Regions from separate parts of the Zea mays genome. Here region 1 is linked to region 2. A link is a contact called in public Hi-C data. All regions are on one chromosome and are shown on one strand. The core of a region is the stretch at or near the end of the contact, and the rest is flanking DNA. Distances in the headings are between cores, read along the strand shown.

Evidence for each region. Hi-C and Micro-C count contacts between places; a contact is called where the count stands out from the background.
Region 1: a contact with region 2 is called in a Hi-C map of endosperm, with 2.7 times the contacts expected there. The contact joins the promoter of LOC100282337 here to the promoter of LOC100502457 in region 2. A contact is called at or near these places in 2 of 25 Hi-C or Micro-C datasets (ear and endosperm).

Annotation. Positions count from the first base shown.
Region 1 is chr1:37,967,142-37,972,268 of Zm-B73-REFERENCE-NAM-5.0, reverse strand. LOC100282337 reads right to left here and starts at 1,699. Exons shown (of 4, transcript NM_001155249.2): 1 at 1,456-1,699; 2 at 1,253-1,350; 3 at 872-1,161. The coding sequence starts at 1,691.
Region 2 is chr1:37,810,298-37,815,634 of Zm-B73-REFERENCE-NAM-5.0, reverse strand. It overlaps LOC100502457 (Mitochondrial phosphate carrier protein 3 mitochondrial), which reads right to left and starts at 4,087. Exons shown (of 6, transcript NM_001196935.1): 1 at 3,449-4,087; 2 at 2,989-3,350; 3 at 2,856-2,899. The coding sequence starts at 3,739.

The DNA.
Region 1 (5,127 bases), core at 450-2,949, 160 kb before region 2:
ACACAGAACAGGAAATGATGTCAAAGCTCCTAAAGAGAACAGGCAAAGATCTGAATATCTATGTGCTCCATTGGCGCAAACAGCCACTGGTCTAACTGGTTAGGTGGTGTAGTAGCGAACTCATAGGTTCTGACTTCTGAGTTCAATTCCTGGTGGAAGCGAATTTTCAGACCTTGGGTTAAAAAATCCCCTCGTTGTGTCTCGCCCGCTCTCGGGCTACAGAAACTCTGTGCGCCACCCTCCGGCCTGGGGATTGTTGCAGAGTGGGCAGAGCCAACCCGTTAGTAATGGGAGGCCAAGGTGCGGGTTTTCTCGCTGTGACTTCTTACATGAATATCGTTGGAGGCGGCTTAACTCCCTGTGGTCAATTTTTTTATGTGCTCCATTGGCAACCTTACCAAATACTAGTGAACACGTCATGCAAACACTAGGGCTTCGATAAGCTCCCCCAAAACGGTTACATGACTGAGGAGATCCACACAAAGCACACAGTTGCACACGGGCACTGCAATGCATCAACAATTAGGTTTGTTGTTATCCCCAATGGGTAGTATCATGCTCATTAATAAGATGCCACATAGGATTTTTTGCTGATGTGGCAAGGCATTTAATAGGAGAGGGAGAAAAGTTGTATCTTAATCAAGGTACTGCTTTGCCACGATATCTTAGGTTATGGCATAAAAAATAATGTTTGGGTTCATTCTCACAGACACAACATCACACCAATTAACTAATTTAAACATATAAGTATGATATTGTACATTGTGGAGGGTGTGTTACCATACTTTTCATTATATTTAGCGTTTTTGGATATTGAAGTATGATACTTTTGGACTGGTAATAGCCTTAGCAAGAAAGATGAGTGGGTGACCTGAGCTTTAATGAAGCGGTCCATATCAGCGTCAAGCCGCTGGACCTCGCGTGAAATGTCATCGTCCAGCATGGGCAGCAGGAGCAGCGGTGAATCGCCGGAGGAGTTCCCAGCCCCGCCGCCGCCGTGGCGCCGGTCCTCCAGAGACAGCGCCAGCCCCGTCGATACCGCCGAGCCCGTCTGCAGAAAATCGATGGACGACATCTGGGAGTTTTCTCCAAGCAGTTCCTGCTCCCTCGGCTGCCTCCACCCAAGCCCAGCAGCTGCCGTCAGCCCCACCGCATCCACCACTGCCCAAAACAGACCGAAACTCCTCCAAAATCAGCGCCAATTTAAGCGGAATTCGAAGAAGCGAATAGTGGATTCGCGGAGAAAACTTACGCGTTGTCTGCGCGGGCTGCTCCGGGAAGGCAGGCGGCGGGTTGAAGAAGGTGAGGGGCGCTGGGATCTGGCCATCCACAGGCACCGGTAGCGCGTTCCTGCCCAGAATTGCGACATCCGAAGAGGAAATTCAGTGCGATTCTCACCTTAAACAACAATTCTAGACAGAAGGGGTGCAAATAAAATTGATGTCGAACATTCACCTGAAGGAAGGAAGCACCGGCTGCTGCTGATTCGGGGGCGGTGCCTGCTGCGGGTGTGGCTGCTGGAGATGGTGGTGAGAGAAGAACGCCATGGCGAGGTGAGGGGGAAGGAGATGGCTGAGGGGAAAGGGACGGGGGACTGGGGGAGAGGGGGTGATGGAGTGAAAGACGGCGAAATGGGCCCTCGGGAGTTGGGGGTGGCAAATGGCAAAATGATAATTAGGAATACAGAACATAACTTATTAGATCTGTGATTGACATACGGAGCCATGTTTTATGACCCCATAGGTAAGGCCCTGTTCCAATCTCGCAAGACAAACTTTAGCAGCTTTTTTAGCTACTTTTAGTCATTTGTAATCTAAATAGGAGAGCTAATGGTGGTAATTGAAACTAAACTTTAGCATTTCAATTCATATAGCTAAAGTTTAGTAGGAGGCTAAAGTTTATCCCGTAAGATTGAAACGGGGCCTAAGTAAGAAATACATGTCTTTGCTTATGCACAAGGTGTTACAAGGGTGGTTTGCTATTTTCGCTAACACCCCTGTACTTACGTCAAAATAAAAAATGAGATACTTGTATGATTGTCTATTTATTTTTGCAATATTTCATCATACTGTATGATTGAATGGTTGATGCCCCTTCGCTCATGGGCGCCACTCTAGACGATCATGGGTCTCTAGATGCCAAGCTTGGCAAACCTAAAATGATTAGCAAAAATCTGAATAAATAATTTCCACAATTATGTCATTTAAGCTCCTTTTAAAATATCATATTTATAGAAGGAAATCCCTTTTATTTTAAGGAAAAAAATTTGTTAGAAGAATAGGTGAAAGTTCGAGTTACCTCCTAATAGTGCTTGTTTTAAGAAACAAGATCATACATGGGAAACCTTAAAGTCGTATCTCATGTTGGTGAAGTGGTTTCCCTGCAACACCAACCTGTTTGTAGGACTCATGCCAAAACATACAAGATTTGCAATATTTATGATAGATAAAAACATCTACAACATCCTTTCGAAGAATTTATGGACAAGAAGCATGAAGGGGTTGTAGCTCTCATATGTGATGATGGCAGAGAGAAAGATTGTTTCAAAAAAATCGCATGGAACCATGAATTTGATTGGATTGTCATGAAATTACTTCTATGTTTATTGACAATGTCTTCTTTTCCAAGTTCCAAAGTTGATGTCTCATGAATATACAAAGGCAAAAAAGTTATCCATCATTCCATGCCTATGACATGCCATGGACGATTCTTTGTCCAAGATTTCCCTGGGATCGGAATTCTTGGCTTGAGCTTGAGGTGAGCACTTTCTCCCTCCTCTAGACTTGGATGAGTCATGTTTACCAAAGAGATTAACATAATCCCATCCTTTGGGACAAGACGGGTTTAGATTCTACCCATGTGTTAAGAGTGTGGGGGGTAGATATCCCCCGAATCACCACGGATTGGTTATGCTCTCTACGCCGCCTGAAAGGCACCTAGTGGGTTAGGTACATGGTCCCCTTGGGGACTTTAGTCGGGCAAAATCGGAAGCGGGTGAGGAAGAAACCTAGACTGTGTTCGACACATGCAGAGAACGTAGAAATCTCTTGAGGACTCGCTGACCACCGAAAAACTCGGTACGACTCTAGCAGAGGCGGGTGGACGAAGATCATGTATCGGGCCATGCGTTGTAACTCTTTCTCGGTCGGGAATAAGGTAGAGGAGGAGCCCCTACGAAAATGAGAGAGACCTCAGAAGCATAGTCATCTTCTACAACATGAACCCTTTGTAACCTCTAATCACCGAGCAATACACATCCACAAACTTATAGGACGTAGGGTATTATGCGCTTGAGCGGTCCGAACCTGTATAGTTTATTGTGTTCCATCGTGCCTCACACGACCCATCGAGTTGCGATCGACCTCATCATCCTCCCAAAAGCACTATGTGGTATACCCCGTAGTGTGACGTTGGTACCAAACTCCGATTGCTGGCGCGCTAGGCAGAGAGCGCAACATTCATATACGATAGCTACAGGGCCATTGTTTTCAACACCGTCTTCAGCTTCATCATCGGAGATGTTTTCCACTTTGGATGCCTCTCACGCATCATGGACCAAAGGGGTGCCCTGCACCACGTAGCGAGTGTGGGGAAGGAGGCCCCGTTGTCCCACACCATCGCCCCGACAGAGAAGAAGCCCTTGTTGAGATCCAGGGCGGCCCTGGAGACGGTCATGGCTAAACCTCATTCAGTCACGAATTGAGCCTTGTGCGGCCCACACCTGCACTTAGGGGCCCGACTCATCCGTGTGTCATGTCCGGCTGCTGCTGCACCACCTAGACGTGTGGTTGCACCAATGCCTCCGCCTCGGCCGACCGTCATAGCAGTTCCAATGCAGTAGGATCCATTGTCCACCTCACCAACCCGGGGTTGGACCTGGATTAGTTGCAAGAAGAAAGGGCCCAAGTGCTCGTTGTTCTTAGGACTGCTGGAGCGCGACCGACTGACGCCTCGGTAACTCGACCCATGGGCGCGATCATGAATCCAGTGGAGGTAGAGCCTCCCCTCTACTACCCCAACATCCTCTTCATGAACATAGGGGTAGACGACAACCCCATCTCCAACGATGAGCCCACCGTGCAGGGGGAGGAGCCCCCACAGTGCAAGGCGCAACTTCACCGAAATTGGTGTCATAATGTCCGGTGTCACGCCACCAGAGAATAGGACCCAACCCAGCCTATCTCTCCGGATGAGTGGGGGTTCTGCCTATAGAGGAACGTCCGTTGATGGAGCTATCGCGACGCTCAGGAGCGTGAGCACGAACTGGCTGAGCACAACGTTAGGCTCGCACGTGATCATATACCTCTCTCCTAAAATCTACGACCCGAGGTAGCTCGAACCATGCGGACTCCGAGCCAGGTTGGCTGGGTGCTGGCTCAGATCACCCATGACTTACCTCATATGCTCAACACGAAGGGCTACTGCTAGATTCTCACTCGAGCAGCAAACCACCTACTCCCACTGTCCCATCCAGATGGCGACGCTCGCTACCTCATAAACAGTTGTCGTGGCGCGCGAAGTTACATTGACGCGTCGCACGCACGACGCCACAAAGAAGAGCTGAGGCGCTGGTGATAGTCGCCTAGAGGGGGGTGAATAGGGCAAAACTGAAATTTACAAATATAAACACAACTACAAGCCGGGTTAGCGTTAGAAATAAAAACGAGTCCGCGAAAGAGGGTGCAAAACAAATCTCAAGCAAATAAGGAGTGTGACACAAGGATTTGTTTTACCGAGGTTCGGTTCTTGCAAACCTACTCCCCGTTGAGGTGGTCACAAAGACCGGGTCTCTTTCAACCCTTTCCCTCTCTCAAACGGTCCCTCCGACCGAGTGAGCTTCTCTTCTCAAATCAAAACCGGGAACAAAACTTCCCCGCAAGGGCCACCACACAATTGGTGCCTCTTGCCTTGATTACAATAGAGTTTTGATCACAAGAACAAGTGAGAAAGAAAAGAAGCAATCCAAGCGCAAGAGCTCAAAAGAACACGTCAAATCTCTCTCGCTAATCACTAAAGCCTTGTGTGGGATTGGAGAGGATTTGATCTCTTTGGTGTGTCTAGAATTGAATGCCTAGCTCTTGTAAGTGGTTGAGAAGTGGAAAACTTGGATGCAATGAATGGTGGGTG
Region 2 (5,337 bases), core at 2,838-5,337:
ATTAATCTCTCTCCCAATTCAGTTATTGATTTTAAAATTCTAGAAGAGGTATGGACAGTTAAACCAGTTGATTATTCTAATCTTAGAATTTTTGGTTGTCCTGCTTATGCTCATGTGAACAATGGAAAGTTAGTGCCTAGAGCTCAAAATGCACTTTTATTGGCTATGGTTCTGGTGTCAAAGGATATCGTTTATTATGTGCTGATTATAAAAGAGTGATTGTTAGTCGTGATGTTACTTTTGATGAAAGTACTTTTTATTCCTCTGGAGGTGTTTCTGATAGTGGTTCCTCATCCACATCTATGCCTGAAACTACTGATGAGAATCTTGAGGTAGATGTACCTATTAATGTTGATTTTGTTACTCTTATTACACAGTCAGTTTATGTACCTCCTGTTGGCAACAATCACTCTATTGCTCAAGATAGACCTAGAAGGAATATTGTTTTGCCACATCGATATCGTGACATTGATAGTATGGCTCATTATGCTCTCATTGCTGCTCAAGAAACTAATGTCACATTTGAACCTTCTTCTTATTCGGAAGCTATCTCATGTGATAATTCATCCAAGTGGTTAGTTGCTATGAATAATGAATTTGAGAGTCTTCAAAAGAATGCTACATGAAAATTGGTTGAGCTTCCTGAAGGTAAAAAACCTTTAAAGTGCAAGTGGATTTATAAGAAGAAGGAAGGTATCTCTAGAGTTGAACTTGCAAGATTTATAGCTCGTTTAGTTGTGAAAGGTTTCGAACAAAGGGAAGGTATTGATTTCAATGAGGTGTTTTGTCCTGTTGTTCGTCACACTTCTATTCGAGTTATGCTTGCTCTTCTGCGTATTCAAGAAAAAAAAGAGTTATGCTTGCTATTGTTGCTTTATTTGATTTGGAGTTAGAGCAATTTGATGTTAAAACTGCAATTCTTCATGGAGACTTAGATGAAGAGATTTATATGACACAACCTCAGGGTTTTTCTGCTCCTGGTCAAGAGCACTTAGTTTGTCATTTGCAGAAATCTCTTTATGGTTTGAAACAAGCTCCTAGGCAGTAGTATAAGAGGTTTGACTCGTTCATGCTTGCACATGGTTATTCTCGAAGCAATTATGATCACTGTATTTAATTAAAGCAGTTCCCTAATGGATCTTTTGTGTATCTGCTGCTTTATGTTGATGATATGTTGATTGCTTCTCATGACAAGTCTCTGATTGTTGAATTGAAGGCTCAACTTAGTCATGAATTTGATATGAAAGATCTGGGAGCAGCAAATAAGATTCTTGGGATGGAAATTCAGCGTGATCGTCGTGCTGGTACTCTTTTTCTATCTCAGAAAAGTTATATTAAGAAAGTTCTTGAAAAATATAATCTCAGTAATTGCAAATTTGTTGCTACACCATTTGCTTCACATTTTAAATTGTCATCGAGGCAATGTCCTGTTACTGAAGATGAAAAAGAACACATGTCTCACATATCGTATTCTAATGCTGCTGGGAATCTCATGTATGCTATGATCTGTACAAGACCCGATTTGGTTCATGTTGTTAGTGTGGTTAGCAGATTTATGCACAATCCTGGTAAAGAACATTGGAATGCAGTAAAGTGGATTCTTCGCTACTTGAAAGGTACTTCTGATTTTGGATTATTGTTTGGCAAGAATTCAGTGAAGGAAACTGGTGTCATGGGATTTGTTGAGGGATTTGTTGATTCTGACTTTGCTGGTGATCTTGATAAGAGACGCTCCATATCTGGCTATATATTTTCATCATGCGGTTCTGCAGTGAGTTGGAGGGCTTCACTTCAGTCTGTTACTGCTCTTTCCACTACTGAAGCAAAATATGTCTCAGCTACTGAAGGGGTTAAAGAAGCTATTTGGATGCAAGGTCTTATTTCTGAACTTGATGTTCCTCAGGATGTCATTAAGGTTTATTGTGATAGTCATAGTGTTATTTGTCTGACCAAGAATGACATGTATCACTTCAAGACCAAGCATATTGATATCAAGTATCACTTCATTCGTAATATTGTTGCTGAAGGCAAGATTAAAGTGGACAAGATACATACTGATGAAAATCCTGCAGACATGCTTATAAAACCATTATCTAATACCAAGTTCAAGCATTGTCTTGACTTGGTAGGTGTTCGTGGAGCTTAGCACTCTAGTGGTGTTTGAGGAAACAATTTTATAGATTTAGCGTCAAGGAGAGATTTGTTGGATAAGATTTTTTGACTCTATCTCTATCTCCATTCCCTATATAAATAAGCCCCCTTGTACCATGTACGACATACCATATAATAGATCTGTTTTCCCGTGTTTTTTTTCTCCTCCACATTGGAGGAGTTTTTCCACGTTAAACTCTGTGTCTCCTTTGTCTCACTTACGATCCTAACATGATATCTGTCTAGATTTATCATCATCCATTTGAATATAGACATAAAAACCAAGAGCTAAGGCCCTGTTTGTAAACAACCTAGTTTTTAATAATCCAATTTTTATCTTTAGTTTCTAGAAACTGGTTTATGAAAGAAAAATGGTTAATAATGTTTGGAATCACCATAGTTTTCATAAACTTACTTTAGCTAAGAGAGGTTAGCTTCTTGGTTTTAAGAAATTGAAAACTCAGTTTCTATAAACCGGGACATAAACTAGTATGTTTGGAACCACCTCAGTTTTCATAAATCAATTTATTAAAAACTGGATGATTCCAAACAGACCCTAAAGTGAATACTAATTTGAGATGTAGTGAGTAGCTAGTTAACTATTAGCTAATTTGCTAAAAGTAGCTAATAGCTGAACTATTAGCTAAGCACCGATAAGCCCTTAACAAGTAACTGTATAAACTAGCAATCCATTTTTGACTTACAGGGAACTTGGCGGCCCCAAAGAGGAAGTAGACCTTTGTAAAGCCTGAAATTTGCACCCAGTGTTAAAAGATTGTTGCTCCCCAAAAACCTTGAACAATAACACAGATCATACAAGACATGCAGTATCTGTACCCAAAGGCACCTTCAGATTGGACAATCTTCGGAAGCCCATCGACCAGGCAGCGAGCAAATCCCGGTTGTGTCTGGACCCGAATTTTGACAGCCTCCATGGGGCAGAGAGCTACATCCGCAATCACCTCAGCGGACGCGGAAGCTGCAAGGTAGATCAAAGTCCTCAACCTTTCAACGTTCTCGGGACCAGAAATGTCAGAGTAGCACTTCTTGAAGAACTCGTAGAACCCAAACTTGCAGGCCCCCTGGCAGCTGTACCCAACCAGTGTGGCCATCCATCCCCTGAACAAGCCACGGGGTCCTTGCTCATGGAGCATGACACCAAAGGCAGATGTAATGTCCCTGTACTTGCTAGGATCCACCTGAGTGAAGGGACATTGAAGCAGGCAGCAGCTGTGTTAGTCATTGAGACATGGACAAGGAGAACAAGCGAAGGAACCTATCGCTGACAGTGACGGACCTGCATGTTGCACTTGACGAGGTCGAGCGGCGTTACAGCGAGGTGAGTGAGGCCGGTGCTGAGAACGCCGCCGAGGGCGCAGGTAGCGTAGAACAGCGGCGTGTGCATCTCTATAACCTCTCCTTTCCCCTCCGCCTCCCCGACCGCCGCTCCAGCTGCCTTCCCGCATCGGACGCGGAAGGCCGCCTCCCACCCCCTCCCGAGTTGCTGGGTGCTGGCGACCAGCGCGGCAAGGACACGGTCGAGGGGCAGCGGGATCGAGGAGCACCCCACCTTGTCGCGGCTCGTCATCTTTGAGGCACGGGAGTAGCTGGGTTTTCGACGGGAGGGCGTGGGCGTGGGCCTCGCCCTCGCGCATGGTAGGGAGGAGGGAGATGGGGAGGGGGTCGCGGCGAAGGCCGCGTTGGTGCCGCAGCCTGCAGGCGTTGTCCACCTAGCTTACTTAGGTCGGGAGAAGCTGAGAGCTCTCTCCGTCGAGTCCCGACCTGACCGCGCTTGCCGGCGGCCACTGGCGTAAAGTGGCTTGGCCGCTAACGCCGTAACGCGCGGCTGCTGTTTTTCCAGTGGGTGTGTGCGGATGGCGTGGGGGCAGTGCCGCGGGGCACGGCAAAAGAGCCCAGCGCTGGCCGCCGCCGGGACGGTAGGGGCGCGTAGAGAAGAGCGTGCCGGGGGTGATTTTGGCATAGCCGGGCTATTTTTTTTTTCTCCGCGGTCCGCGCCGGAGAAAAAGATGCGACGCATGGCGAAAACCAGGAGGAAACACACTGAATTTTGTGGACAAACGAAGCATGCCTCGCAGTCATATGCCAGACCTTCCGGCGCGTCACACGTGGTTCGAGTGCATGGGAACCACATGGTTTGAAACTTCGAAATCTGGATCATGTGATGTTTCACGTGCTTTGAATCTTGCAGTACGGCTTCCATTCTTGTTTTCCATTTGGGCCGATAATTCTGTTGATTTGTTGATTTTGAATTTTTGACTACGGATACTGATGCTGGCAGCTGAAATCCCAGGTAGCATAAATGGCTAATCAAAGCGACGCATATGCAGCTATGCAGTGATGTACTCCCTCCATATGGAATAGAAGTCGTTTAGGATATAATTATGCGTGATTAATTAGGTTACATTTATCAAGCTTGTCCATATTAAACAGCACTGTAGCTATACTGTGGATACAAAAATGATGCAACTTGAATTGTTATTGCAGACGGTTAAAGGCAGCAGGGACATGAGGTCCTAGGATTGGTTTCCTCATTGCTCAGCAATTTTTTTTTTGCGATATGTTGGGTTCGGCACAAAGAGTTGGAGGGTAAAGCCGTCCAAAATGGAGTACTTACATCTAAAACGACATACTTTGCCTATCTCTAGCTACCCCTTCAAAATGACTTTATTTTAATATTGAGGTAGAGGAGTTAGAATCTACCGGTGTCAGGTGTGGGTGTGTGGTGACTAGAGTTTTGGGAGCAGAAATTGTTGGCTTCCATGTCAATCCTACCCGTAGTTATTATAGTGTCTGTGATTGGGGCCTCAACCAAAATGGATGGGATTGCGCTCCTCATCAAGACATCTAAAGTCTTAAAAGACGCTAGTAATCGAGGCCTCCTCCGCGTTTCCGCCAGTGCCAACCTGTGCGCGTGCGACACCTATACCGGACCCGAAATTTTATCTTCAATCGACCTATGGACGTTTCGTGCTCCTCTCTCTCCTACGCCGCCGGCTCACTGCCGCCTCTTCTCACTCCCACGTCATGCCCACTGCCGCACACCTGCCTCCTCCAGATCTCGCCGCGACCTACATCCCCGGCGTCGCGGCCGGCTCCACTAGCCCAGGCCTTCGACCATCGTCTTCCTCCGCCGCGCACTCCATCTCGCCATGTCGCCCGTATGGG